Linked DNA regions of Mus musculus: regions 2, 3, 4 and 5 are each linked to region 1. The links are chromatin contacts, called in public HiChIP or PLAC-seq and promoter capture Hi-C maps. All regions are on one chromosome and are shown on one strand. The core of a region is the stretch at or near the end of the contact, and the rest is flanking DNA. Distances in the headings are between cores, read along the strand shown.

The links. Promoter capture Hi-C pulls out the DNA fragments that hold promoters and counts their contacts. HiChIP or PLAC-seq counts read pairs in DNA pulled down with a chosen protein or histone mark.
Region 2: a contact with region 1 is called in a FOXA1 HiChIP or PLAC-seq map of pancreatic cancer cells. The contact joins the promoter of Psmc1 here to the promoter of Dglucy in region 1. A contact is called at or near these places in 1 of 39 promoter capture datasets (pre-B cells), 1 of 115 datasets of contacts at active chromatin or transcription factors (pancreatic cancer cells) and 2 of 9 other capture datasets (embryonic stem cells and liver).
Region 3: a promoter capture Hi-C map of embryonic stem cells shows a contact between it and region 1, with 2.1 times the contacts expected there. The contact joins the enhancer-like site here to the promoter of Dglucy in region 1. A contact is called at or near these places in 3 of 39 promoter capture datasets (the 3T3-L1 cell line, embryonic stem cells and hippocampal neurons), 2 of 115 datasets of contacts at active chromatin or transcription factors (bone marrow-derived dendritic cells and large pre-B cells) and 1 of 9 other capture datasets (embryonic stem cells).
Region 4: a promoter capture Hi-C map of the HPC-7 cell line shows a contact between it and region 1. The contact joins the promoter of Nrde2 here to the promoter of Dglucy in region 1. A contact is called at or near these places in 10 of 39 promoter capture datasets (the 3T3-L1 cell line, 3T3-L1-derived adipocytes, the HPC-7 cell line and 7 more), 1 of 15 datasets of contacts at CTCF or cohesin (pro-B cells), 5 of 484 Hi-C or Micro-C datasets (CD4 T cells, the N1E-115 cell line, cerebral cortex and 2 more), 8 of 115 datasets of contacts at active chromatin or transcription factors (acute myeloid leukemia, astrocytes, bone marrow-derived dendritic cells and 4 more) and 2 of 9 other capture datasets (embryonic stem cells and macrophages).
Region 5: an H3K4me3 HiChIP or PLAC-seq map of bone marrow-derived macrophages shows a contact between it and region 1, with 4 times the contacts expected there. The contact joins the enhancer-like site here to the promoter of Dglucy in region 1. A contact is called at or near these places in 1 of 39 promoter capture datasets (embryonic stem cells), 4 of 484 Hi-C or Micro-C datasets (CD4 T cells, the N1E-115 cell line, embryonic stem cells and 1 more), 6 of 115 datasets of contacts at active chromatin or transcription factors (SST interneurons, bone marrow-derived dendritic cells, bone marrow-derived macrophages and 3 more) and 1 of 9 other capture datasets (macrophages).

Annotation. Positions count from the first base shown.
Region 1 is chr12:100,776,321-100,781,985 of GRCm38.p6, forward strand. Dglucy (D-glutamate cyclase) reads left to right here and starts at 2,737. Exons shown (of 13, transcript NM_145448.5): 1 at 2,737-2,990. It overlaps Gm40558 (a long non-coding RNA gene), which reads left to right. Exons shown (of 3, transcript XR_872933.1): 3 at 1,394-1,425.
Region 2 is chr12:100,108,115-100,113,779 of GRCm38.p6, forward strand. Psmc1 (protease (prosome, macropain) 26S subunit, ATPase 1) reads left to right here and starts at 2,088. Exons shown (of 11, transcript NM_008947.3): 1 at 2,088-2,097; 2 at 4,217-4,270; 3 at 4,942-5,038. The coding sequence starts at 2,095.
Region 3 is chr12:100,135,142-100,140,806 of GRCm38.p6, forward strand. Nrde2 (nrde-2 necessary for RNA interference, domain containing) reads right to left here. Exons shown (of 14, transcript NM_001290303.1): 7 at 4,864-4,997; 8 at 2,517-2,637. Among named protein-coding and RNA genes, the nearest start is that of Nrde2, 22 kb to the right of the region's middle. Within about 2 kb of position 2,545, at least 6 of the 459 cell types and tissues checked have an H3K27ac peak or open chromatin away from gene starts, as enhancers often do. A contact at or near this core is called in embryonic stem cells, where this site is marked.
Region 4 is chr12:100,156,924-100,162,588 of GRCm38.p6, forward strand. It overlaps Nrde2 (nrde-2 necessary for RNA interference, domain containing), which reads right to left and starts at 2,730. Exons shown (of 14, transcript NM_001290303.1): 1 at 2,617-2,730. The coding sequence starts at 2,680.
Region 5 is chr12:100,182,122-100,187,786 of GRCm38.p6, forward strand. No RefSeq gene overlaps it. Among named protein-coding and RNA genes, the nearest start is that of Gm10433, 3.0 kb to the right of the region's middle. Within about 2 kb of position 2,125, at least 105 of the 459 cell types and tissues checked have an H3K27ac peak or open chromatin away from gene starts, as enhancers often do. A contact at or near this core is called in bone marrow-derived macrophages, where this site is marked.

The DNA.
Region 1 (5,665 bases), core at 1,487-3,986:
CACACTTGTACAAACACACATATATCTCCCGTCACGTGGACCCTGTTCCAGCAGGAACCATTATCTCCTTGGCTCTGACACCTGAAGAGACTCAAGAGTGGCTGGATTCACAAGACTGGAGACAGACTGCTTAGCCTTTCTACAAGTCTGAGGGAAATGAGCCTAGCCCACAGGGGAGAGTGCCTGGCAGGTGCCATCAGGCACTGGAAAAGCAGGAAGGTTTACAGAGTGGGTACAGGAAGCCCTGCCCTGCTCTCTGCTTTGGCCCTAGGGTTGCGCTGTCACTGGGAGGTATTGACTGCTGGTTGGGAAAGCCCTGAGACAGAGGAAGATCAGAGTATATAGTGGCTATCAGGCTGTGATTGGTGGTGGTGGTGGTGGTGGTATGTGGATGGTGTTCATGTGGTTAAGAAGGGAAGCTCTCTGGTATCTTTCCTGACAAAGGCACTAACACCATCACAGAAGGACCCATGCTCAGGAGCCCATCTAGCCCTAAGTGCTTCCTCAAATTCCATTGCATGGAAGGTTGGTGTCTCAACATAGGAATTTGGAGGAAAATAAAGGCATGATGGCGTCTAGAATCTTCCTGTCTAATTAGGTTTGAGGGGGAAAAAAAAGTCTTGAATTCTTACTTCTATCTCCCATTGACCCCTTCTAATCACCTAACCTTACAATAGTGAGCATGCGATTGTTACCAGATTTTAATGCTACTCAATTTTTTGCAAGGAGACTTCTAGGTAAACTGACTGTACCTTTACATTCCTCTGATGTAGGCAATTGCTCTCCCTACAGAGTGTACTCTGACACTGAGTGTTGAGATATTTCTCCCCCTTAGAACTTTTGCCTACATCGTCACATCCGCCAAAGAATCCATCTGTAAATATTTGGCATTCTTTGCATCTCTGGTCAACCACACAGTCTTACTTTCTGGAGTTCCGAGTCTCATCCTTAAGCCTCTAGAAAAGTGGAAAGGACACATGCCTCAGGCCTTGGACATTTGCCGTCTGCAAACCATCACCTCCTGAGGGGTACAGGTTAGGCGTGTCCTTAAAATTTAGATATCTAATAAGCTATTGTATGATGGCAGCTTGATTGCCTGAGTTACATCCACAGTGTTTCATAACCATTGTCACTGTGTCCAGCTCCAGAACCTTTTCATTATCCTATACTGAAGTCTGGACCCATTAAACGGTAACTCCTCCACACCTTCCTATCTACTGGTTTACTTTTTGTCCCAGTGATGACCTTGGCTGATTTAGGTACCTTATTACAGGTAGAATTATGGACTCCTCTGTGGTGGTTTGAGTATGCTTGGTCTAGGGAGTGGCACTATTTGGAGGTGTGGCCTCGTTGGAGGGGTTGTGACCTTATTAGAGGAAGTGTGTCATTGTAGGCCTGGGCTTTAACACCCTCATCCTAGCTGCTTGGAAGCCAGTCTTCTCCTAGAAGCCTTCGGACGAAGATGTAGAACTCTCAGCTCCTCCTGTACCATGCCTGCCTGGATGGTTCTATACTCCTGCCTTAATGATAATGACTGAACCTGTAAGCCAGCCTCAATTAAATGTTGTCCTTTATTAGAGCTGCCTTGGTCATGGTATCTGTTCACAGTAAAACCCTAACTAAGACATTCTCCTTATTTCACTCAGCACAATGTCTTTGTCTCCATTTATTCAGGTTGCTATGACAAAATACCACAAGCTGGATGGCTTGTAGAGAGCAGAAATTTATTTCTCACAAGTCAAGACTGGGAAGGCTAAGTAAGATCAAGGTGCCAGTGGATTCAAGTATCCTGTGGAAGTCTGGGTTTTTGGTTTTGGTGGTGGTCGTGGGGTGCAGATGGTGTCTTCTCTCTGTCTTATAACAAAGGGCAAGGCACACCCATCCCAATTCCTCCAGGAGGGGGAGAAGTTAACCAACTGGAGAAAAAGAATTAGAAAAGTGACCCAAGAAGAGACATGCCAAGGCTGGCACCAAAAGGACCTGCACTGTGCTTACGTGTGTGGTTTGTGCTGGGGTTGGGGTATGAGGCTCGGGAGCGGTAGGGAAGGTGAAACCACAGAGACTGGCTGGCACCATCTGCTTTAGAACCTTGTGTGGTTGGGATTAAGGCTGGCTCTGAAGGGAAGTCCTGAAAGCTTTGAGGCAAGAGAAAGCAGAACCTGCTCTTCCTCAGAGGAAGCATTCAGACCAAGGGAGGAAAAACCCCCACAGGCCTGCCCGTGTCTTTCAAGCATAGTCTGAGTGCTAGAGACTGGCCTAGTGTTGCGTTCCTATTATCTCAGATGAGTCCAGGGAACATTGAATGCTGGAGAGCAACTTACCCTGCCTAACCCAGCACAGCCCCAGGGCTAGCAGCCATTGATCTGCAAGAGCCTGACTCTCGCTCGGGTCAACACCTGCATTTTCGCCTGTACCTCAAATGACCCAGTGCAGTCTGACATTTGGACAGCACAGACAGCAATCCCAGTCTGGCTTCACACGGGAATTACCAGGGTAGTTGTGAAACTCCTCAGGGCTTACGTGAGTTCCTAGGTCTGTGACATTAGAATTTTTGGGACTTCCACCCTGCTGCAGCAGGTTTTCCAATCATCATGGCCATGCCTTTGTGTCATGCTTCCTTGCTGCCCGGGGAAAGCAAGAAACTCCCGCAAAGGGAAGTAACCTTAGAGGGCTCTGTGACTTTAAGAACCAGGACTGGCATCCTGCCATGGAAGTCTCCACCCCAGTACAGGCCTTGAGAGCATTGGCTGCAGGGTAGCAGAGCTGTAGCAGCCAGTGGTGCCTGGGGCTGTGCCCAGGCATGTAGATCAGAGACTGAGCCGGGCAGAGCAAGCTGGTGGCAGTGGCGGTGGCGACAGGCAGCCCCAGAAGCCCCTGTGAGCTGAAGAAAGAGAGCTTTATGCCTTTCAGAAGGAAGCTCGCTCTGCAAGGCTGAGGAAACAAAAGGAAGAATTGTGTGTGGACTCTAGTCCAGACATCTCAAACCAACAGTAAGTCAGCAGGGAACGTGAACGCGGCATAGTTCTCTGCCCTAGGCAACATCCACACACCCCACCCTACCCTATCCCAGCCCAAGCGTTTGAGGAAACTGCTCCAGGGGGCTATAAGCCAAAATCAGTTAACAGGCTTTCTGCTAGAAGCCACCAGGGCCTCCCCTTGAAAGTCAAATCTCTGCATATGACACTGGGGACCATGAGTTGTGGAATTGCTTCTCTACCCTCCTGGGATGGCCTTTCAGGACACCTTCCAGACCTTGAGAACCCCAAGATCATGAGAAAGCAAAGAAGGGGAAATTGAAATCATAGGCTTTGAGTGGCTGCCAACTTTGGGCCACAACCTGCTAGGGAGGAGGAAATGAAGCTAGTGGCAGAGACTTCAGGGCTGGCATGAGGGGAGGACAGACCAAGCCAATGCAGGCCTAGGGGTGTTGGCCAGATAACCACAGGGCTCGAGGTGCCTCTCTCTGCTTTTGAGGGATGATTGCTGAAGGTGAGGCAAACTCACATTGAGAGCTTGCTTCAGTCCCCACTGCGGGAGCCAAGGCTCTCTTGTCATAGGTGGCTGGGGGAACAAACCCTCTGACCTGTGCAGAAGGCAGAGCCCTGTGACTCTGGGAAGTCTCTTCCTATCTGTGTGATTAACCTAGGGGTTCGTTAACAGCCATCTTCCTGACTTCATGAACATGTATGTGTGCTAGGGAGGGCAGGAGGCAGCATGTTGGCACTGATTGGTCCAGAAGGAGCGAGCGTTGTTCCTTCAAAGTAGCTAAACACTGTCAAAGGAGGGGGAAATAAAGCCAGGAGCAAGAAGCAGAAGGAAAGCAGCATCCACTAAACAGATGGGGGAAACTGAGGCAGAAAGACAAGGCAGGATAGAACCAGCTGAAAGCTAGACTGGGCTTGCACACATTCCGATAAAGAATTTTTGTGTTAGCTTCCCATTCATATAACAAGACCCTTGACATGAGCAGCAACGTTAAGGAGGAAAAGTTTATTTGGGCTTATGATGTCAAAGGTTCCATCCATCCAGTCCATAGCCCTTTGACCTGGCCGTTTCCAGGATCTTTCAACATGGCTGAAGCAGGTGGGAGAGGGAAGCAGCTCAACTCGTAGCAGCCAGGAAAGCCAAGCGAGGACGGGTCTCAGCGAGAACGGGGCCAAGCGAGGACGGGTCTGAAATACAACAGCCCATCCCTAGCCCACCCCCAAGTACCAACTTCCTCCAAAGAGGCCTAACTTTCAGGGGTTTCCACCACCTCCCAAAGCCCACTGCTGAGGTCCAAGCGCACAGGATGTAATTCCCTCCCACAGGTCCTGCCCCTAAACACTGCCTACAGGGAACCAAGCCTCCAATAGCAGTTCATATAAGAACAACCTTAAAAACTCAGCTGTTCCTTTTGTCATGGGGACTGAATCCCAGGAGCTCAACTGGTGGTCCTTGACCTGGCGTGATGTATATGTGTGGGTAAATAAGAAACCCTGGGGAAGTTCGTGGGCATATCTGAAAGATCTGTCACATAGGACTCCTGTGTCAACACGCAGCTAAAGTCCCCTGCTCACTTGAATTGGGAACCTTTGAATTCCTTGTGCCACCCTTGTTTCTAGACTTGGTGAATTCCCATGGCTATGGCAGATTGCTGCTCCTCCTGGTCTTTCTAATAAGGATTCTTTTCAATCGAGAACCTCTGTGGTTTCGCATTTTGCCCAGCTGCTAGGGCGTGGGAACACCACTTGGGCAGGTGAAACATGGAGACTGAAGACTGCATTTACCCTACACCTACTGTTGGGTGCTAGATTTGAGGGACGCGCCGATACATCGCTCAGGGGGTGGGAAAACACAACCTAAGATGTGGAGTCCAAAGCTGGAGTTCCCTGACTCCTGGGTGTCCAGTCGCCACTGGAAACCACGCAGAGGAGCCTGGAACAGAAGGTGTGGCGGGGGCTCCACAGGGCCAGGGGCTCCTAAACTTCTGGACATCTAGACACTGCTGGGTCAAGGGGAAGTGGGAACAGAATTGTGCCCTTGGGCTGAGGAGTCCTGGGCCGGGGAAAGGGGAACGCCAGCTTAGTTCGGTGGTGGTGCTTAGCGGTGAGCAGAGGGGCCTTCTGTGGGACACTTAAGCCATGAGGCTCTGTAGACAAAGGTTTTCTCCGTGCTCCCCACAGCTGTTCTTGAAGAAAGAGACAGTCCTTGGTTCCAAACTGTGTATTGGTTGTTCATTGTGGAAAATGGGTGCATTCCACCTCCTGGAGGTTAATCAGAGATATCCAGGAAGAAAAACTTATTGACTAAGGAGGGAGGATGGTCACGTGACAGGGGCGGGGTAGGAAGCAAGTAAAGCTCCTATCTACCCCTCTGGGTTCCAGGGCTTCCAACCCACTTAACCTTACCAAGTTTCCTGGCACGGCCCACGGTCCCACAAACCTCTGTGCACATGTGTGCGTATGTATGTGTGTATGGATGTGGTGTGCACCGCAAGCCCACACCAGGTACAGAGGACTGAACGCATCCAGTCTATTTCAATTCAATCTCCCTTCTTCAGTAAAGGATGACAGATGTAGAAATCCAAACGTACCCCTCTCCCTGACAGATTTTTACAGGCTTTCTAGGATATCTGCCAAATTGCTAGATGGTATTTGCAATTTAAAAAAAAAAATAGAGTGCA
Region 2 (5,665 bases), core at 838-3,337, 670 kb before region 1:
TAGAACAACAAAAAAAAAAAAAAAAAAAAAACCCACAAAATTTATGTTTACTCCATGACAGATAAGTAAAAGCAAGCTGAGTTATCGAAGTCTCTCCGGATGCTTAGGGAGATGGAAGGTGTGGGTGGAAAAGAGGGAGAGTTCCCTCCACGACTGTGTAGATGGGCAGAAAGGAGATTTTAAAATCACGTGACTGTGGCACTTCTGAACGTTGTCTGTCCCACAGAAGGCAAGTCCTAAGCGTCATCGGTTCTGTGTGTGCCGGCCTCTTAGGGAGCCTCCTGTCCTTTCGGTCATATTTGGGTCACACTCCTAGGCATCCCAAGCAATGCTGGCCTTGAAGCCACTTTTAACACAGACCAGAACCCTTTAAATCTTCCCACTTGTAACTTTTTTGCCTCTGAGACAGAGGCTATGTAGCCCTGGCTAGCCTAGAACTTGCTACGTAGACCAGGCTGGTCTCCAACTCACAGTCCTCATGTCTCTACCCACTCTGGAGCCATTTACAGCTCTCGCCTTCTTACAACTCTCTGCTTCCATCCCCTTCTCCCTCTGTCTCACACTGCTGTCAAACAATCCAGTTGCCGTTCAGCGCCCAATCACACATCTAAACGTTGCTGCCACCGTTGGTCCACCGCCTTTGCCTTCACCACATCTGCTGCTTCTCTGTGCTACCAGTTCATGTCTCCAGCCTCCCAAGAGTAAATTTAACTTCCTCCCTTTACCATCAAAGCAGGCAAGACAAGACCAAAGGAAGTCTTTTATTGAGCCTCATGTTACAACATCCAGGGAGGCAGCAATGGAGTGTCCTCCAGCCAACTCACCCAGCAAGCTTGGAGCAGCCTGTATATATAGCAAGATAAAGATTCAGATAACCATAGCACACGTGGGTATTGATGAAGGTTTGTGTTGGCACCAGTCACCTTGTCCCTTTAACCTTCACCTTACAACACACAGTTTCTGTCTGCTGGACCATCAGGGGAAATAGCCCCACCTGGGCTAGGTAGAAATGATGGCAGGGTCTTCTGAAATTCATTGAATGATAGCAAAAGGTCTGATACAAGGTGTTGGGAACGGCTAAGGCCATCAACTGGGATTGTGTATAGTTCTCAGTGTGTCTGTGGAGTACTCAAAATAGCCAGGTCCTTCGGGCTGTTTGACTAACCAGTTCTTTTGTTCAAAGTAGCTGTTAATTAGGGAGTCAGATTTCCTATCCCTCAAACTCTTACTTAGGAATAGGAACACAAAGAGTACTTACATGGACAAGCTAAAGAATTTATCGTTAACATTAATAACACTAATTAATAACAATGTGTAACACCTGCCTGGGGCCCCAAGCCCCAGTTTGTGTCCCTCCTCAGTGATACTTGGACTCTCTCCACATTCAGTGTCCTGTCTTTTTTTTTTTTTTAATTTTTAATTACTTTGTTTATGTTTACATGTATGAGTTTGCACATCACGTGCTTACAGGTGCCCTGAATGGTTGTTAGTTGCCATGTGGGTCCCCTGCTCTTCACTGCTGAGCCCTCTCTCCAGCGCCTCAAGGGTAATTTTAACACAGTATTAGCCACCATCATCAGTCCCTTGTCATCAGAGGGAAGAAAAAAAAAAAAAGCACACATTTAGATCTCTTTCGGCAAAGAACTATTTTCAAGAGAGCTACAAAGTTCAGAAACTAAAGAAGATCATAAATGCTGTGTACACATCAACTTCTCAGTCCCAAGCGCCATTCCTGCCTGACATAAATACTTCTTCCCAATTATAATTTTGCATCCTTTTAAATTTCTAAAATTTTCATATTTTCCCCAAGTCTCCAACGTCCAAGATCATTGTCTTAAGTTACTGACAAAAGCCCAAGATCAGCTACTTAGAATTCCCTCGAGTAAACTATTTTAAGTGCCCACATGTTTAACCAATCCTTGTACCAAACCGCCGAAATAAGCCCTTCGTGCTCAACTTCGCCCGTGAGGAAGTTGGTCCCGATAGGCTTCCGTAGCCTGTTTTTTTTTTTTTTTTTTAAAGTTACTTCCGTTCTGTCCGGGTCGCTTTGGTGGATGCACTTCCGGCGGTGGCGATTTGGAGGACTGAAGGAAGATGGTGAGTGACTAAGGGTTTCGGCTGGTCGTCTCAAACATCCATGCGCCCCAAGGCGGGAGGACGAGGCGATGTGACGCTCGGGTTCATCGCGGGTCGGAGCGGATCTCACTCCCTGGCGGACGCGGGCAGGATGCACGGCGCCCAGGGAGAGACCGGGCTGTGAACCGCTCGAGTAGGCAGGCGCTGAAGGGCTGAAGCCGAGTGGGACAGCCCGGCCGACGCTGGGGACAGCGGCTGAGCCGCAGAGCCAGCGTAGTGTTTCTCCGCAGACGGCTCAGCGCTCTCCGGTTTGGTTGGTTGAGCCGGATTCAGATGTAGGCACGGAGGTTACCGGGCGAGCACGGTTGATGATGGCGCTTCCGTTCTAGAGCAGGGAGACAATAAATATGTCAGGGAACAGGACCGGGCCAGATCGTTACGTAGCTGTGTTGTAAGAAGGTGGCTGGTTTTGTTAGGGTATCAGCGAAGGACCCTTCGTGGATGTGAAATCTAAATCGAGGCCTAAATTAAGGTTGTAAGGGAGTAATCTGTACTGATAGCTGAGCGAAGCCCGGGCAGGGCAGAGGGTCAGGAAATGCAAAAGGAGGCAACCCTGAAGTCCGCCCGAATCATGAGCTGCCAGGCCAATGCATCTGAATGTAGGTGAAGGCCAGAGCACACAAAGGACCGGTGATGACTTTGAAAAGTATCCCAAGCCGGGCGGTGGTGGCGCACGACTTTAATCCCAGCACTCGAGAGGCAGAGGCAGGTGGATTTCTGAGTTCGAGGTCATCCTGGTCTACAGAGTGAGTCCCAGCACAGCCAAAGTTACACAGAGAAACCCTGTCTCGGAAAAGCAAACAAACAAACAAACAAACAAAAAGTATCCCGAACATGCGCCAGGCATTTCCCCAGAGTTGTTCTTACTTCTTAGAACAACCCCGAAGATTATTATTAATGTCCCCATTTTAATGAGGAAACAGAAATACAGCCAGTGACCATTGGTGGGGCACAAATCCTTTCTTTTCTAGAGCAGTTGAGAAACCCTCTGGGTTTGAGAGACAGCAGAACTTAGTGTGATTTCTGTCTAACAAGCTTTGTGACAATATACAGGGCCGTTAACCTCCCTGGACCTTGGTCCTTTTATCTGCCTGTGTATCAAGGGGGCTTTGAGAATCAAGCGGCTCAGGGGTAAAGAACACCTGCTGCACTTTGAGAGAACCCACGTTTGGTTCCCGGCACCCATGCATGCCAGCAGGCTCCAGAATGGTCTGTAACTCCAGCTCTGAGTAGGTCCGAGCCTTGCGTGTGGTCGAATGTGCTTTATGCTTGGCATCATTTCTGAGGTGGTTTTGTCCTGGTACTGAAGCCACCAGTGTTGTAGTGAGAGGTGCTTCCCTAGGGTGGTGAATCAGTGAGTCCACTGTTACTCCTGTTTCAAGCTCCACTGTTGGGCAGATGGGATGGCACTCGACATGAAGCCTGGCAGCTTGAGTTGACTCCAGGACCCACAAGGCAGAAGGAAAGAATCCCTGGAAGTCGCCCTCTGGCTTCCTCTCGAGTGCCCCGGCATGCGGGCACAGACCCACACGTACACTAAACCACATATCTTTGCACAGGAATTTAAAGGACCACCATTTAAGGCATCGCCCAGTGTTAAGCATTGTTTTAAAGTCAGAAATCCCGATGAGCTTTTCATGCGTTTTAAGATGACAGCTTTTCAGATCGGGAAGGAAGTCTTGTCTGGGTCCCAGGCTGTCAGGATAGGAGCTTGGTAGGTTGCTGCTGAAAGTCTTCTGGGTCCTGTGGATCTCTGGAGAGAGTAAATGACCATGCGTGGCGAGTCTCTTTTCACAGTCGGGGAGGTAACTGACATTAGAGGGTGGCAAGTCTGAACCTCCCGGTTGAGAGGGGTGCTCTCTGGCTGCCAGCTTTCTTACTGGCTCCTCATTGTCGCATGGCTCTTGGTTCTAAGAGGCAAGTAATGTCTACACAGTAAGTGCATACCTGGGAGCCCAGGTACTCATTTTCCACACATTACAGTGGGTGGGGGTGGGGGTGCTTGTGTTTTAGAGCCAAAGTACCAGTGAAGTGATAGTATTCTGAATTTATGTGTGTTTTGTCTTTTTTTATCTTTCAGGGTCAAAGCCAGAGTGGTGGCCATGGTCCTGGGGGTGGCAAGAAGGATGACAAGGTAAATACCAAGCAAGATCTGATCGGGCCATAGAAACTGCCTTAGGTCTCGGCGAGTTCTGTATGGTACCACAACCTTTAAGAAGCAAAGTGATGTAGTGATCTTGGTAACCTTGTATACAGATGCATAACCGGTTTCATTTTTAAAGAACGTATTGCCCTGAGTTAATGATTTTTAAACATGAACATTGTGGAAGTTTTAAAGTAGATCACCTATAAGTGTTTAACTTACTGAGGTGTGAGAAGTGCCTCACCTCACCAAACTTAACAAATAAATCAATTTTGACCTTGGTCTACTTACTGAAAAAATCTGAGTCGCTGCCATCTCTCTAAAGAGATTACACTTACTTGCTGCAGTTAGGTCTTACTAAGTGAGCAGGAGTATGAAGTCTGCTTTTCAAAAGGTGGTCATTTTACAGATTAGGAAGGGTGTGTGTGTGTGTGTGTGTATAACCATAATCAAAAAGGCCATCGTTGTGAGGTAGGGATGAGCGGGAAGAAGGAAATAATGTAACCATATTTTAATTTAGAACATTAATAAAAGGAGTAGTTATTGTAAATATCCTAAAAGATGAGAACATTTGTACCTCCTAGAAATAGGTGGTAGCAATACAAAAATAAATGTCCTTTTTCTGGTTTCCATTCTTTTTCCTACTCTTCTAAAAATTAAAGGACAAGAAAAAGAAATACGAACCTCCTGTCCCAACTAGAGTGGGGAAAAAGAAGAAGAAAACAAAGGGACCAGATGCTGCCAGCAAACTGCCACTGGGTAACGAACGCTCTGCTCTTCTGCTGTTCCCCCCACCCCCAGGAAAACGGCTCTGCATGTAGCATGGAGTACAAGGGGAGGCAGGGAGTACTGCGGAGACTGAATGAAGCTAGCTCTGGTTATATATAACCCCTTTCCACTTGCTAACTCCGGTGGAGCCCTCTTCTGGGTTGGCATAGAAGTTACATGAGTTTGTCTCATGCTAACCATGAGCCATGAGCCATGGTGCATGCCTGTAATCCCAGCACTCAATCCACTGAGTTCCAGCCAGCCAGGGCTGCACAGAGAGACCTTTCTTAAGAAAGGAAGAAAGAAAGAAAGAAAGAAAGAAAGAAAGAAAGAAAGAAAGAAAGAAAGAAAGAAAGAAAGAAAGAAAGAAAGAAAGAAAGAAGAGAGAGAGAGAGAGAGAGAGAAAGAAAGAAAGAGGGCTGGTGAGATGGCTCAGTGGGTAAGAGCACCCGACTGCTTTTCCGAAGGTCAGGAGTTCAAATCCCAGCAACCACATGGTGGCTCACAACCATCCGTAACAAGATCTGACTCCCTCTTCTGGAGTGTCTGAAGACAGCTACAGTGTACTTACATATAATAAATAAATAAATCTTTAAAAAAAAGAAAGAAAGAAAGAGA
Region 3 (5,665 bases), core at 1,295-3,794, 640 kb before region 1:
TACCACTGCAGAAAGGTGAAGGCTGAAATGCACACACGCACAGACACACATGCACACACATGCACACGTGCACACACACAAGCAAACAACAAAGCCTGTGCATCCACACTCAGGGCAGCTCTGCTCACCACAGCCAGAAACAAAGCAGCCTTGATGTCAGAGGGGTGATTACAGACTGTGGCTTATCTAGACCATACACTGATGCTCAGCATAAAATGAACAAACCCCTGGCACAAGCAACAATAAGCTCAGAGACTTGAGCTAAACGAGTAAAGTCACCCTAAACATCACAGAGCAGACAAGGGATGCTGAGGAGGTGGAGGAGGTGGACTGGGCAGCAACAACATAAAATGGTGTCAGCAGCTGTAAAGGACAAGATGGCAGCTCAAAGAATGATAGGGCATGACTGGGGCAGCCCTACCTCTAAATGTGCACCTTAAAGGGCTCAAAGTGGACTCGGTCATGGCACACTGAGGGTCACAGCTCACAACTGCCCAAGATGCAGCAGCCCATGCATCCGAGGTGCATCCGAGGGTCCCCATGCAGGGAAATACTACACAAACTCGAAATGAAAGGAGATTCTGGAACATGCTACAACACAAGTGCCTCCCGACGACACCTCGGGAAGTGGAAGAAGCCAGCTACACAGGGACAAGTATGTGGCTCCTCTTCCGGGAGGTTCCTAAAGTCATCAACTGATACATGCTGTAGAACTGTAGTTGCCAGGGGAGGAGAGGACTCGGAGGCAGGGATGATGGTAACCGAGACTAGTTCAGCTGGAAAATGCAAAGGTCCAGAGATGGCCGCCAGCAACGGCTGTGCACTGTGTACAGGCACATCACTGAAATGCATTCTTTGTAGTTACCACGGTGAATTTTATATTTTATTTTGCAACTATTTTTTAAGTTGTGCAGCAGCTGGGGAGACAGCTCAGAGGGTAAAGTGCTTGCTGAGTGCGTATCACCAGCACCCAGGTATGGCAGTGTACACCTGTAACACCGTCAATGGGGTCGGGGAGGAGAGGAGGAAGAGGCTTGGCAGATCCTGGGGCTTGCCGGCCAGTGAGTCTAGACAAAGTGAGATGCTCTAAATCCCGTGGCAAACTTTGTCTCTAAAACAAGGTGGGAAGCAACAGAGGCTCCCACACATGTTCACACATGCACCACCTATTCATACCTACACACACACACGCATCTATCACATGCACACACAAACGATGATTCCATTTATAATATTATATAGCAAAACTGATCCCTGTGTTCAGTAACTATGAAAAAGGAAGGATGGTTGTGGCTAAAAACAGTGGCAAAAAAACCCAACGCAAACAAACAAACAAACAAACCCCCCAAAGCCTTGCTGTGATGAAATCGATCTGTCATCACTGTGAGGGAGAAGACAAAGTGGGCTCAGTCATGGCCCACCCGTGTCCACGGCAGCACCAAAACTGATGAAACTGTCTGGTACACACACAGACACATCCATATATGCACACTCGTACACAAACACACACACACACACGTGTACACACACATGTACATGCACATATGTACACACAGACACACACAGGAACAAAGACTGGTGAAATCTGAGTCCACTCTGGACAGGACGCACTATCACTCTCTATACCTGTTTTCCAGGTACATACACATCTACAAGTACTTCGAAACTAAAAAGCAAAGTGCTAACAATTTAAGTGGAAAGCGAGGTTCCCACTGCATGCTGTCTTGCCCAGCTCTGGCTGGCGTCTGACCAAGCACCTTTTCCACTGGGGCCTGCCCTCTTTTTGCTCCTGGAACTGTGGCTAAAAGACTGGGAGCCAGAAGTCTGCCTGTTTTCCTACTGGCTGGCTCTGTTACGGGTATAAACCTAGAAAGCACTTTGGAATGACAACTGTGAAGCTAGTTGCCTCTTTGTTCCTTAAGAGGCAAGAAATTTGTCAAAATTTGTTAGTGTGAACATTGACCAAAGACTACCTTAAATCTACGCCCAGAAGGATGGGAAGTAGGAACTAGCGACACTCCAGCCACTTGAGAAGCAACTTGGAAAAGCCCTTCTCTCCAAGAGTGGCTTTCACGTCTACACTGACGCTCCCGGAGTGATGGTTAACGTTTTCTTTGCTGTTTATTATTGAACCAATAAAGTCTGTGAACCCTTAGAAAGAAAGAAAGAAAGAAAGAAAGAAAGAAAGAAAGAAAGAAAGAAAGAAAGAAAGAAAGAAAGAAAGAGGAGGGGAGGGGAGGGGAGGGGAGGGGAGGGGAGGGGAGAAGGAAGGGAAGGGAAGGGAAGAAGGAAGGAAAAGCCCTTCTTCCTCTGGAGGCCTCAGACCCTCAGGTGCTTGGAATGCTGCATGCTGGGAGTTGGAGCTCAGAGCTTGGCGGTCCAGCGCCTGATTAAATCCTGACCCTCTGACTCTTGCAGCACTCCTAAGCTGCCTCACTAAGCATGAGAAACAATCCTGAAGTGGGAAAACCCAGCCCCAGAAGAGAAGGCACGCCCCTGCCCTCTGAAGCACTTACCTGGGGTGATGAGCACCCAGCCACCTCGCTCCTGTTGGTGCATCCACGCCCGCCAGCCTCGGGCTCCCTTCTCCCCAACGCGTGGTTCTCCGCTGTCCCAGAAGGGCTCAAAGAATTCCACCTGGATCAGGTTTAAAGGACAGAAATTAGGCCAACCACAACAAAGCTCCCAAGTGCGTCTCTGGACCACAGGATCCCTGAAATACCATACAACCAATGTTCAAAGGCACACATGGCAAACAGAGGAGTTATTTCGGCAGGCAGCCTCCAAATGGGCCCCCTCACTCCACCCCTGCCTTGGTGTACAGCTCTAAAGTGTGAGCTGGACATGGTGACTCCTTAGATCAGCATATAGAAAGGCTGCTCAAGATTTGGTGACAAGAGCCTGCAGCTGGGTAGGAAAGCACTTCCCAGTCCTCACCCTGCCGGTGCGGTCTAACCACTGCCAGCCCCACTCATGCCGCCTGACCCACCACCTGACCCCTGAAGTCATGTTGTTTTCAGGACATTGGAGAGAACGGGAATTCAAATTTTCAGCAGGACAGACTGAGCTCTTGGAGGGACAATCGCATCTTAAGTAACTGCTTAATGTTAAGATCTAGCTCAGCACACAGCAGGAACTCAATAGATGCCTTTGGCACAGCTGAGTGGAAGGAGGGTAGCTGTGGGACAAAGCCACACAAAGTGCATCTGGAGGCCAGGCCCTGGTGTCGCCTGGACTTGAGAGCAGCAGTGTACGGAAGCAGCTTGCAGGCAGGCAGTCATACCCAGGAACAGAGCAGACATAGCACTGGGCAGGGACTGACTTATGATCTGATTATCGACTAGCAACAGGATTTCCAGGAGCCATCTTCTCTAATGATACTCTAAAGGAACCTTTGGAGGGCGAGCAGGTTTCTGGGGAGCACACCACAGGCTGACAGTTGCAGGGCGTGTCCTGAGGGGAAGAATCCCTCCAAGAGTCACAGGGCCAGGCGAGATAGCCTCAGAGAGCATATGAGGGCCAGTCACCTGCGGGAAATGGGATGGAAGACTACAGATGGGCTTCTGAAACAGTGACTTGAAAATAAACAAATAGCCGGGTGGTGGTTAATCCCAGCACTCCTTTAATCCCAGCACTCGGGAGGCAGAGGCAGGTGGATTTCTGAGTTCGAGGCCAGCCTGGTCTACAGAGTGAGTTCCAGGACAGCCAGAGCTACACAAACCCTGACTCAAAAAAAAAACAAAATAAATAGATAAATAAATAAATTAATTAAATTAAACAAATAACTCAATGCCTACCAAGTGTAAAAGGCCTGGGTTCAAACCCCAGTACTGCCAAAAATAAACAAAAACTACACTCAAGCAAAGGCTGACTTTTTAAGAGTGTGATATGTGTTTATAACCTGAAACAGACCCTTGTAGCAGCCTCTGCCTGTTTTGTCCCATGTTTATGGTGAAGGTATCTCTCAGCTAGACAGGTAGTTCTCTGTATGCTGGCTTGCAGACGCTTAGGGAGCTGTGCAGCTGGGATTTAACATCTCCATACCATGGCTTGGGGCTCTAACAGAGCAGAGCAGGAATCCTTGAAACGTCACCATCAGGCGCAGTGCTGTGCCCACCACACTGTTCACACCACTGATCAAGAGCCTCAGCAGAGGGGTGAGAGAAGAATTCAGACCCTCACCACAGTTCCCAAGTTACTCCTGAAGCATAGTGTAGACTTAAAACATCACAGCACATTTTAAAATTGCTCTCTATAAAAGCTAACTAAAAATTAGCTGTGCCAGTATTATCAGGTTGAATTCTTTAATCCCACTTTGTCTAAAGGTAGCATCATAATAAAAATGTCTTCACTGCCAGTTCACATGAGACCTTAAGTTCCCAAAGATTCTCCTTTGGGCTCACCATGAGCTCAGATGTTCTCGCTACCTTCCCCCAGACCCTTTCACAAAGCAGAGAGCCAAGCTTTTTCAGTGGACAGAGAGAAGTGGCTATTTTACAGCCATGTGGCTCTTATGCTGTGTCATGTCACCAAATGGCAGAGACTGGAAATGTCTTGTCACCTTAAAGATGAGCCCCTTCTTGGTGAGGACTGCTGCCAAAATGTCCACGTATAAGATCAAGCAGCAATTGTAGGCAATGGAGAGGTAGCAACACAACCCAGCCAAGAAAGACAGAGTGACACGTCGGTCAAAATGGCATCACGACTATGGAGACAGGCTGCATTTGTGGTAAGCAAGCCTATCAGTGTACTTTGTATGTGGGAGCAGAGGTCCCCTTTCTCTACCCAGCACACCCCACTGCCATCATGAAGGGAATCTTCCCTGGTCACTGGAATACTTCTGAGACATAGAGTGTGCCATACCTGTACTTTAGTAGGCAGCTCTTTCACACTGTCAGGCTTGAAGAAGGTGAAGTCAACCATGGCCTGGAACAAAGAGATGACCTTCTCTGAGTGGCCAGCCTGCCGTAGAAAGTGGCACTGCTGAAGAAAGAGCCCTGCAAACAGGAGCGAAAGGGTTTTTGTTGATACCACAAAAGGAGAAAACGTGAGCTCTCAACAAGCAACCAAACACCTAGAAGTCACTGTGATGTTCCCAGGGTCCTGATTTAAAAGCACCAACAGGCTGGAGAGATGCCTCAACAGGTAAGAGCACTTGCTGCTCTTCCAGAGGACCTGAGTTCATTCCAAGCACCCATGTTAGATGACTTGAAATCATCAATAGCTACACCACAAGGGGATCTAGCACCCTCTGCTGACTTCTGCAGAGACCCACACACATGTGCACATACACAGAGACACATATACACACACATCAATAAAAGTAAACCTAAAACCTTATTATATATATTTTGAGACAGGGTTTCTTGGTGTAGCCCTGATGTCCTGAAACTCACTCCATAGATTATGCTGGCCCCAAACTCAGACATCCTCCTGCCTCTGCCTTCCTAGTGCTGGGATTAACGGAATATACCACTATGGCCAGCTTAATTTTTTTTTAATAAATGAATAAAAGGACTCATAACAGTACTATAATCAAGGTATTTTTTCTATTCTTGTATGAAACTACACAAACAATAAAACCATATACAGTATCTAAAATAAGGCAAAAGGTATGCCTGAATGAGAGCTATCCAATACTCAAAGCTTACTCTCACAATTAAAG
Region 4 (5,665 bases), core at 1,480-3,979, 620 kb before region 1:
AAGCTTCTAAACTAGGTAACTTTATAAGTGGGTATCACATCCAAGTTCAATATCCATTTCTGTACCTTGTCCTAACAATGTAGCCCTGGCTTCTAGTCTGTTTAAGTGAACTCAGAGATGAGGGGCCACTCCTCCAGGGGTAAATCATTCAAACAGCATTTCCAAGGCTGATGGTAAAAATGAGTTAGCAATCACATTAATGAAGATATTTGTTCTCTTGAGAATAAGCCGTTCATTTTGATTAGGACTGCCATTTTCTGATTGCTGGAAGCTCGAACTCACTTGTACAAAAAGCACCAGCAAACACAGGTAAGAATGGCATTCAAGGTGTCGACGTTTTCCTGGGAGTTGATCTACCCCATGAAGCAGCCCAGGAACTGCGAAGATGTTTAAATCACAAGATTCCCAACCCTGTCATAAAAAATTATAATGCAAGTTCTAGAGTCAGAAGAAACTCTTTGAGTCTCTTTTGCTCATTCAAGGTGATTACACACTGGAGGCTAATCTGGGTCCCAGTGAGACCCTGTCACAAGAATATAAAAAACATCACTGCAAAATTATCAGATGAAGGTGTAATGGCATGGTTGGAAAGACGGGTCAGTGATTAAGCACACTGGTTGTTCTTCAAAGGACCAAGGTTTGATTTCCAGCATCTACATGGAGGCTCACAACCATCTTAACTCTAATCCCAGGGGATCTGATGCCCAACACGGACCCCCTTAATATCACTGAAATCAAAGATTGGACCCTCCTGATAGGACTTAATATTTGTGCAGCACTCCAAACAAGCTACCCTCAACAACAAAAAGTATATAGCTAGATCTTATCGGCTCTTTAAATCTAATTATCAGTTCCCAGGAAATAATGGGATGGATAAATAAAGGAGCAAGTTACAGGAAGATTTAGCGGGAAACATCTTCAGGATGGATAACCAGCTTCCTCAACAAATATATCACCTGAGAAAATACAAGAGCAGAGAAACTGTTTCATACTCAAGGGGACCTACGGGTACATGCAGAAAATGCAGTGTGCCTGGACATGGGAGCACTTGCCTTTAATCCCAACACTAGGAAGGCAGATCTCTGTGGGTTTCTGGCCAACTCTCTGTCTTAGTCAGGGTCTCTAGTCCTGCACAGACATGACCGAGAAGCAAGCTGGGAAGGAAAGGGTTTATTCAGCTTACACTTCCACACTGCTGTTCATCACCAAGGAAGTCAGGACTGGAACTCAAGCAGGTCAGGAAGCAGGAGCTGATGCAGAGGCCATGGAGGGATGTTTCTTACTGGCTTGCTCAGCTTGCTCTCTTATAGAACTCAAGACTACCAGCCCAGGGATGGCACCACCCACAATGGATCCTCCCACCCTTGATCACTAACTGAGAAAATGCCTTACAGCTGGATCTCATGGAGGCCTTTCCTCAAGGGAGGCTCCATTCTCTGTGATAACTCCAGCTTGTGTCAAGTTGACACACAAAACCAGCCAGTACACCCCCTCTCTCAGAGAGAGAGAGAGAGAGAAGACAGAGAGAAAAGGAAGACAGAGAGAAAGAAGAGAGAGAAAGGAGAGAGAGAGAGAATTCTGACTTCTTTTGGATCCCTATAAGCAAACCAACCGTAAAGAAAGCTGAACAGTAACTCATAGTTAAATAATATATAGTTAATTTTCTTAACTATATTTTGTTTTGGTTTGGTCTTTTTTGAGATTAGGGTCTCTCTATGTTGTGGCCCAGGCTGTCCAAGAATTCACTACGTAGATCAAGCTGAGCTTGAATTCAGAGATCCACCTGCCTCTGCCTCCCAAGTGCTGAAATTAATGGTGTATGCCACCACTGCCAGCCCTTCAACTTGACCGTACACTTTCAGTATTAGATGTATTTTCTGCATTTACCTGCCATGGTTAACTTCATTATAGCTGACACTTGTCTTAGCATTTAAAATACGCACCCAGTTCTCTAATCCCATGCTTCTCTTCCACAGCCCCTTGAAGGTCCCTGAATTCTTATCTATACAAATCATATCCTCTTGAAGACCATTCCAAAATTCTGAACGTTTCATTTTTATGGTTGACTGTGGCTCATCTATGACATTTGTAGCATACTACCTTATACTGATTTGTTGCTGTTGTTACTTAGTTTCGTTCATGCAACAGGTTGCATTATCAATCCTGACACACTTATTGAATACGTCTATATTTTGGGCCTGTGTTTCTAATAAGTGTGCTACAATGAATAGACAGTCTCGGAATTTGTTGACGGTTACAATTTAGTAAGGAAAAATCAGAATTACGCCAACCACAATTGCAAGTATTTTAAGAGGGTTTCTTTTGCAATGGAGTTGTATCATTGCAGCTTCTAGGAGAATGAAGTCCAAAAATACGGTAATGTTAGCGCCAGACATCATCGTAGGCTTAGTTTCCCCTCCGCTTACTTGACCACCGTAGCGCCTGAAAGAGCCTCTGGCCCTACACTTCAGACAAGACCCAGAAGGCTTTGCAGCGCCGCGGAGAACTCTGGGATACAGGTGGATAAACAAAGCAAAGAAAAAAGGCCATGACCCAGGCCCGAAAATCTGCCATTAATTTAATGGATGTCTTTTTCGACTCTTTTGGGGTGCTTACCTTTCCTGAATGCCCCATCACCGGAGGCCTCACTTACGTCCGCAAAAGCCGGGAACAGCGCCATGATCACAGGCCGCACTACCACTCCTGCCTCAGAAATGGCGCCGTCTGGAGAGCTCTGGTTGGAGGACGGTGACTCGCGAGGCACTCTGGGAAATGTAGTTCTTCCTGCACTCTTTAAGGCTTAACTCCTGGGCAAGGCGGTGCGGAGACCCAAAGGGTAGAGAGGGGAGGAGGGAAGAGGGTGAGATTGAGGAAGAACAGTTTCCTTGTAGTTAGTGCCCTCCGGCTTCACTGAACAATGGACAAGCAGGAACCGGAAGAGGAAGTTGGGAGGGGGGAAGGTGTGGAAACTGGAATTCAGCTCCTCTGGTAAAAGCACATTGCCTCCTTTAAACTGGATCAAAGTAATCAAATTCTGTAAGATTCATTTTCCTCCTCTGCAAGATTGTGTGTGTGAGTGTATGTATACGTACACATATACATGTACAAATTGCAATTGTTTCACCCATAAGAAGCATTTAAAAGGTGGCTTTAAACTGGGTGTGGGGGCAAACCCCTTTTAAGTCCCAACACTCAGTGGTAGAGGCAAGTGGATCTCTGTGAGTTCGACACCAGCTGGTCTACATAGTAATTTCCATGAGAGTCAGAACTGTATAGAGACGATGTCTCAAAAAAAGCCAATAAAAAGAAAGAAAAGAAATGAAAAATTAGCTTCTATGTGAGATGTGACAAGTTCCACGGCAAAATGTAAGTGATCCAAATATAAGTTGTCATTTTAAATACCCTAGGAATACAGAAGAGTACAAAGTCCCAATAAGATAAAGGTCTTTGACAATAAATGCATATACTTACCTATAAAGTATTTTTGAGATTCCCCTACCAAAAAAAAAAAAAAGGTTGGGTGCAGGAGCCAATGAAATGGCTTAAATAATAAAGGTACTACCAAGCAAGCATGGATACCTGAGTTTCATCCAGGCTCCACAAAGTTGTCTTCTGACCTCCAAGTGCACAGGGCACCACAATAAAATAAAGTTTAGAAAAAAAAAAAAGCTAAACCCAGAGATGTGACTAATCATCTAAACAAAGGAATGGATGGAAACCTATCCAAGCAGCTCCGTGTACCATGTAAACTGTGTGTACCATGTAAACTGTGTGTGTCCAAAATAAATGTCCAAGTTTTCAGGTCCCTAAAAGTACTTGGAAAAAGGAGGCCAGTAGAATCCACTTGTCTTCAACTGTAAATCTCAAGTTCCGCCAAACCTGACAGGAAGTTATCTCAGTTGATTAAATCAATATCTGCATCAGGGCACGATGATGCTCACCTTTAATCTCAGCACTCTGGAGTCAGAGGCACTGGCACTCACTCTGTGAGTTTGAGGCCAGTCTGATCAACAAAGCAAGTTTCAGGACAGCCAGGGCTACACTGAGAAATCCTGTCTGTCTTAGTTAGGGTTTTACTGCTTTGAACAGACACCATGACCAAAGCAAGTCTTATAAAAAACAACATTTAATTGGGGCTGGCTTACAGGTTTAGAGGTTCAGTCCATTATCATCAAGGTGAGAGCATGGCAGTATCCAGGCAGGCATGGCACAGGAGGAGCTGAGAGTTCTATGCCTTCATCCAAAGGCTGCTAGTGGAAGACTGACTTCCAGCAACTAGGGTGAGGATCTTATGCCCACACCCACAGTGACACACCCATTCCAACCAGGTCAAACCTATTCCAACAAGGCCACACCTTCAGATGGTGCCACTCCCTGGTCCAAGGATATACAAACTATCACACTGTCTCAAAACAAAACAGAAAACAAAACTAACTAAAATGGTTACAGTCTTTCCCCAATGTTTCATCTCTTTCTATTCCAGAAAAATAAGAATTAAATGTGAAAGGCTTCAAAAAAATTTTGAAAGCCATGATAATGTATTGATAACAAGGAATCTTGCTGTAGTGGATATTTGTGTATTTACAAACATGTAAGAGACTTTTCGTAAGCAATTCATAAGGACAACTTAATATATAATCAAGTTACTGATACAGATTTCTAAAGTTTTGTTTTCTGGGAGGATTTTTACTTTTTTAAAATTTGTGTGTGTGTACGTGTGTGTGTGTCATTATGCTTATGTGGCAGGAGCTGATGGCCACTGAGACATCTCACCTGCCCTGTCTTTTGGTTTTAGTTTTGTTTTTGTTTTGGTTTTTTTTTTTTTTTGTTTTGTTTTTAGATAGATCTCAGTATGTAGTACAGGCTCAGACTCTTTATCCTCTTGCCTTTCTCTCAATTAAAACAAAACTTCACTTTTAGTGTAACATACGAGTAAATTTTGCAAAGGTTTAGCAGACACAGACATTTGTATGGAGTGTGTAGCTTTCACCCTAACAAATGTTGAAAAAACAGATTCTCTATGTAGCCTAGGCTGTCCTGGAACTCTCTGTGTAGATCAGGCTGGCCTCAAACTCACAGAGATCTGCCAGTCTCTGCTTCGCAAGTGTTGAGATTAAAGATATGTACCATAATGCCCAGTACATTTTGAAAACGTACAGAATTAATTTTCAGTGTAGCTGCCGCAGAGGCTGGAAATCCTGCTTGGTCTCCAATGTTTCTATGTGATCCTTTCCTGAAAAGCTGTGCTGACCTTTGGTTTAAATGATCAACGTTCGAGTGGTAAAGGCCAGTGCTTAAGAATACTTGCTGCTCTTACAGAGGACTTGGGTTGTTATTTTTGGGGTTTTTTTTTGTTTTGTTTTGTCTTGTTTTTGTTTTTGAGACAGGGTTTCTCTTTATAGCCCTGGCTGTCCTGGAACTCACTTTGTAGACCAGGCTGGCCTCGAACTCAGAAATCCGCCTGCCTCTGCCTCCTGAGTGCTGGGATTAAAGGCGTGTGCCACCACGCCTGGCAGGGTTGTTATTTTTTTTCAACATTTGTAAGGGTGAAAACTACGTGCTCCACACAAATGGGCATAGGACTAAATTTGCTATGGCTGTGATTGCCAGACCTTTACAAAATTTGCTACTAGGTTAAACTAAACGTTACGTATTGAACTAGACC
Region 5 (5,665 bases), core at 875-3,374, 590 kb before region 1:
TTCCCCGTTTTTGGAGACAGGATCTCCAGGCTGGCCTTAAACTAATGGCAAGCCTCCTGTCTCAGCCTCAGAGCACTGGATTACTGGCAAATGCCAATACAATTGGCTGTATACGATGTTTTGTTTTGTTTTGTTTTGTTTTAACATGTGTCTATTTGGTGCACAAGTGTGTGTGTGTGTGTTTCACATGTGTGGAGGTCAGAGGACAACTTGAGGGAGACAGGCCTTAATCCCATTGTAGGTTCCACAGGCTATTAGGGTAGTACAGTGCTTTTGCCCATTGAGCCACCTCTCTGGCCCCCATTGCAAATTATTTTAGAAAATTAGAAAATAATTCCAAAATGATAGCTTCCATTCTTTCTCTGTGCCCGTTAGCACACACATTTCACAGAAAATCACGACTTATTTACACAGGAAGACCTGGAGGACCATGTTCCTCCTTATCAGCCTTTCTACAGCAAAATTCAGCAAATGCAGGAGGGGAGGAATACAAAGAAACTCCCTGATAAAGAACTCGATACTTAGTCTCTTCATAAAATTAATCTCTCAAGGTAATAAGCCGACTTTGAAACAGACAGTACTAAATTTTATAAAAAAACATTTTATGAAAAAGATCTCACTTAAGTGCCTTGGTTCTTAAAAGAATTCACAAATATTTCATGAATTTTGAAACAAATAAGTCTAGAATTTAAGACTTTAAAAAAAATTGATTTATTATGTATCCAATGCTCTGCCTGTGCACCAGAAGAGGGCGCCAGATCTCACTCCAGATGGTTATGAGCTACCATGTGGTTGCTGGGAATTGAACTCAGGACCTTAACCTCTGAGCCATCTCTCCAGCTCCCAGAACTTAAGACTTTCAAACACTGAGTTTAGTAATACAGCTCTCCCCCACCCCCCTCATCCACATCTCTGAGTTCCCATCAGCAACTCCCAGACCAACTCCTCACAGACATTAGTAAGGCAAGGTCTGTGGCCAGGGGTGAACCTCAGCCAGTCGCTTGTCCTCTCAAGCCTAAAGCCCCTTCCTTGTGACAAGGAGCAAGCTCAGTCCAGTGAGCAGTCAGTGAGACAATGGAAGTAACCGTACAGAAACAGGGCATGGTGGTGCACACCTTTACTCCCAGCATGCACTTGGGAAGCAGAAGCAGGCAGGTCTCTCAGAGTTTGAGGCCATCCTGGTCTATGCGGTGAGTTCCAGAACAGGTAGGGTTATGTAGGGGGCTTTGTCTGTGCAGTTCACTGGGCATGCTCCACAGTAGTACCTTAGAGTTTGTCTGTCATTTCTCAAAATTTTCAAAGGAGCACAGGAGTGCAGGGCTGTCTACTCACACAGGCTCACACTACATACCTTAACAATGCTAGCACAGCCTTGTCTTGTCTGATGGGCCCTTATTACAAACTCCCCTTCCTCCCCTTCCCTGACACTGTTCTTTCCAGCCTCTTCACCTACATTTCCAGTCTTCCCTCCCTGTAGAATGCCTTCCTCGGGGACATCTGTATTGATCCTCGAAGCCACCTCCAGTGCCACGAGGCCGTGATCCAACAGAATGAATCCTCCTTCTAGACACCTGAAGTGGTGACCATTGTCTCCCACCTTGCAAAAAATGTGCCACTTCCGTTTAGTTTTCTTCCAACTAGTAAGAGTCCGTTAAAAACCAAGGTCCAGGCACGTTATGCTTCTCATGCCCTTGGTCTCCAGTCCAGAGCCACACTCCTGATAGGTGTATCACAAATATTCACTGAATGAATGAGTAATTGGCTACCCATAATAGACGTAGAATGTGGGAACAGGAGACGTGAAATAAGTGTTAAGGGAGCCAGTGGGTGGGGTCAGGGGAGTGTTGATGTGAGCTGATCTCACATTTGAATTCATGAGCCTGCCCTGTTTGGGCAGGGCAATGATCCAGGTAGATGTGGTTGATTATCTGGGCTACAGATTAAACCAAGGGCATGAGATAGAACCAGGGATGGGAATGTGCCAAAACGTGACTGTGTGTCCCTTCCAAAGTTATGCTGGAACTTATACCATAAAAAAGGGAAGTGATTAGTCATGAGGGCTGTGCCCTGGTGAGTGGGTTCAACTTCCTTATAAAAGAGGCGTCAGAGCTGCCTGGGCCTTTCATCTCCTCTGCCACATGAAGCAGAGCATCGGTGTCCCTCTGGCCTTTGACCTCACACCCTATGAGGATGAAACAGAAAGGCACTGTATTAGCGGGAGGAGCCTCCGCCAGACTCCAGTCTGATGTTGCCTTGATGATGCACTTCTCAGCCACAGAACCGTGAGAAATAAACGTCTGCCCTTCCTAAAAAAGCACTAAACCCATGACAATCTGCTGTAGACTAAGCAAGATTACAGCAAAACCAGACAGGCGTGTAATACAGAAAGCAGTGGTGGCTTGTTGAACTGAAGGCTGGAGAGGTCAGAAAACAGAAGGGGACAAAAGTGGAGCCAGAACGGCAATGGAGAAGCGGAGAGTGAATTGTCCTTAACCTGGACTCCATGGAGAAAATTCAGAGGCTCCACGAACTAGGACAGAAAATGCGCTTTGCCTTTTACCGAACTCTAAATGCTGCCTGCATGAATTGTGACTCCAGCAGCAAAGCCCACCAGCATGAGAGGTGTAGTAGGCCAATCTATGAAAGCAGGATTCTGAAATGACTACAAGAGTCGGGCATAAAGCCCATACCCATAATCCCAGCCACTCAGAAGAATTCCAAGCCACTAATATAGAAGTATTAGTTCTGTAGGTTTTCTTATACAGAAACTTTCACGCAGCATAAGCTATATAGCAAAGCCTTATCTTAAATAGACTAAAAATAGCAATTTAACAGGAAAAAAAAATTTAAGAACCTTAAAGCCCAAAACTATGTGCAGGGACTGAGAAAGAAAACCAGCAGACAGAAGTTACGTTTGACTCTAGAAATGCATTTATTTCCTCGTGCCCATCAAACTCCAGAAAGGAACCCAAACCACTCTGTCTTTGTTTTCACTCTGTTCATCCTTTCTTTCTTTCTTTTTTTTTTTTTTTAAATAAAGGTTTTATTTATTTTATGTATGTGAGTACACAGTCACTGTCCTCAGACTCACCAGAAGAGGGCATCAGATCCCATTGCTGTGGTTGTGAGCCACCATGTGGTTGTTGAGAATTGAACTCAGGACCTCTGGAAGAGCAGTCAGTGCTCTTAACCACTGAGCCATCTCTCCAGCCCTTCATCCTCCCATCTTAAGGCATTGGATGTTTTCTATTCATCTTAAGGCATTAGAAACAGTTCAAAGGAGATTCGTTGTCTGGTTTACCTAGGACAGAGGGTGGGCTTTATCAGACACAACCAATGGTAAAACTAGGAAAGTTTGACATTGTAATAATTGCCTTATGAGCCCATCATACCAACTCTGTATAAGACTATCCTAAACATACTTACATTAAGAAAAGCAGTGTCAGGGCTAGAGAGATGGCGTGTGGGTTAAGAACACTTGCTTTTAACTGGTCTGCTTCCAGAGGCTCCAGTTTGATTCCCAGCACCTAAACTGCAGCCCATGACTGTCTGAAACTTCAGATCTAGGCGATCTGGAGCCCTCTTCTGGCCTCCAAGGACACCAGGCACACACACGGTGCATAGGCAGACATGCAAACAAAACACTCACACACACACACACAAATAAACCTTAAAAGTATTGTTTAAGGTTTCTTTTAGATATGAGTCAATCTGTGGATGGACAGTCTTCCTCTCTTACGGTCAGAGAGTACAGGTTAAGTACTTAGCAATTGCCTGACCTTGTATCCATGGTTCTACAGTTTGCAGTCTTGACACATTCACAGATCATGCAATCCTCAGAACTGTGTGAGATAAATTTATCACAAAACCACTGAAGGAATCCAGCCCCTGAAGACTTCTCGGCTTTATTTCTCGAAGCAAGTGAAAACTCCTAGCACCGGCTGCCAAACGCTGAAATACTGTCTGTTAGCGATATGAGTGGTTGTTGCTATGTAGAGATTATGCAAAGCTCCAAGTTTCTTTCTTTTGCAACGTCCATGAGCTCAGCGCACTCTGGCATTGTCTTGATAGGCACTCAGTTAAGGTGATGGTTTACATATTCTTAAAAGGTATGCAAGTCAACAGTTGTTCAAAACTAGTTAGATTAAGAATAGCAATAACTTGCAAATCAGAGTGTGTGGCTTGTAGTAAAAAAAAAAAAAAAAGAAAGAAAGAAAAAACTGCTTCTAGATGCATTATCTAATCGGAAAAATCTACACTTAGTGTGTGTACTCTTGTTAGTCAAAGACAAATTGACACACCCATGTAAGTAGATGTTGATCAATCCAGGAATCTTGCAGGGGTACAGGAATGGAGAAAACCTGGATACACAAACCAGGGCAGTCAATTTAAAGAATTCAGGCAACAGAGAGGCCAGGCCCTGTCAGCTTTTATTGGTCTTAACAATTCACTGCCTCCCCTCTCCCAGTAGCCATGGCAACACCCACAACCAAGGCGTTCCAAAATTCACCTTTGGATATCCAGGATCCACCGAATGCGCACCTACGCACCTCAAATAAAACCAAGATATCACCACGCACTGAACTAAAACAACCCTGACCTCTTTTCCGTTTTCCAGAATTCTAATCCAACCAGGGAACTTTTTTTTTTTTTCATTCTTTCACCACAGAAAAGAGGCTAAGTCCTGAAGTACGACTTTTATTGGATAATTACATTCTCTTTTGTAGCGGGAGTGGGCATCAGAGAAGGATGAAAACCGGATGCACACACAAAACATTTGCTTTAAAAAGGCAAATAAGTTGATACAACCAAAATCCAATTCTCGTAGCACGCCTGTGGGGCGAACTGTTTTGCCCCTATCTCTGGAGCAGAGAAATAGTTTCCAGCGCGGCCGTTTGGAGCACAGTTAAAATAAAACAAAACGCATTAGGAGCCCGCGGGATCGTGCACAGCGTGAGCAAAAAATGACGTATTCGGGCGAGCTTTCCAGAAGGACCCTGCAGCTCGAGCAAGATGCCCAAACAGCGAGTCTCCTTTCTGCTGGTAGAGACGGAATCGAATCCTGTCCCGGGTGCCCAGCCCAGGACGCAAACCAAGCAGCTTTATTAGGGCGCTATCAAAACCCCTCCTCAGGCGCTCTCTTTCCCCCGTGACCAATTCTGCCCGGGGCGCCAGCCGGAGCATTTAGCTTTCCCTCTCCATCCACATCCCTGGGACCAGTTCAGAAACAACCCACAGTCAAGAAAAATAAAGGCGTGAACCCAAACAAAACTGCTCTCGCAGAGCCTTTTTCGACTGGTCAAAGCCGTGGAAAAACCTGAGCCCCGGCCTGCGCGCCTTGCCCCTAGTAAAGATGGCGGCCATAGGCGGAGCCGCTCCCTCCGGAAATCCGCCGGTTACCCGGCCAACCAGGACCATTCACGCGGAGCCCTCCACGCCCGCCGCGGCTTGACGCATTGCAGGTGCGGAGCGGCCAATCAGGCAGCTCGACTCTTTCCGGCCAACCACTGCAGGATCTCTCTGGCCTATCAGAGAGTCCTTGTCCAACTCAAGGAGGAAAGAAACCTCAGCAGCGCCAACTAAGCACCCGGCTAGCGAGTGCGTTCGGAGGGGTGTGTGGCCACAGCCGTGTGCTCCTCCGCGGAGAGATATAGTACCCTCGCCC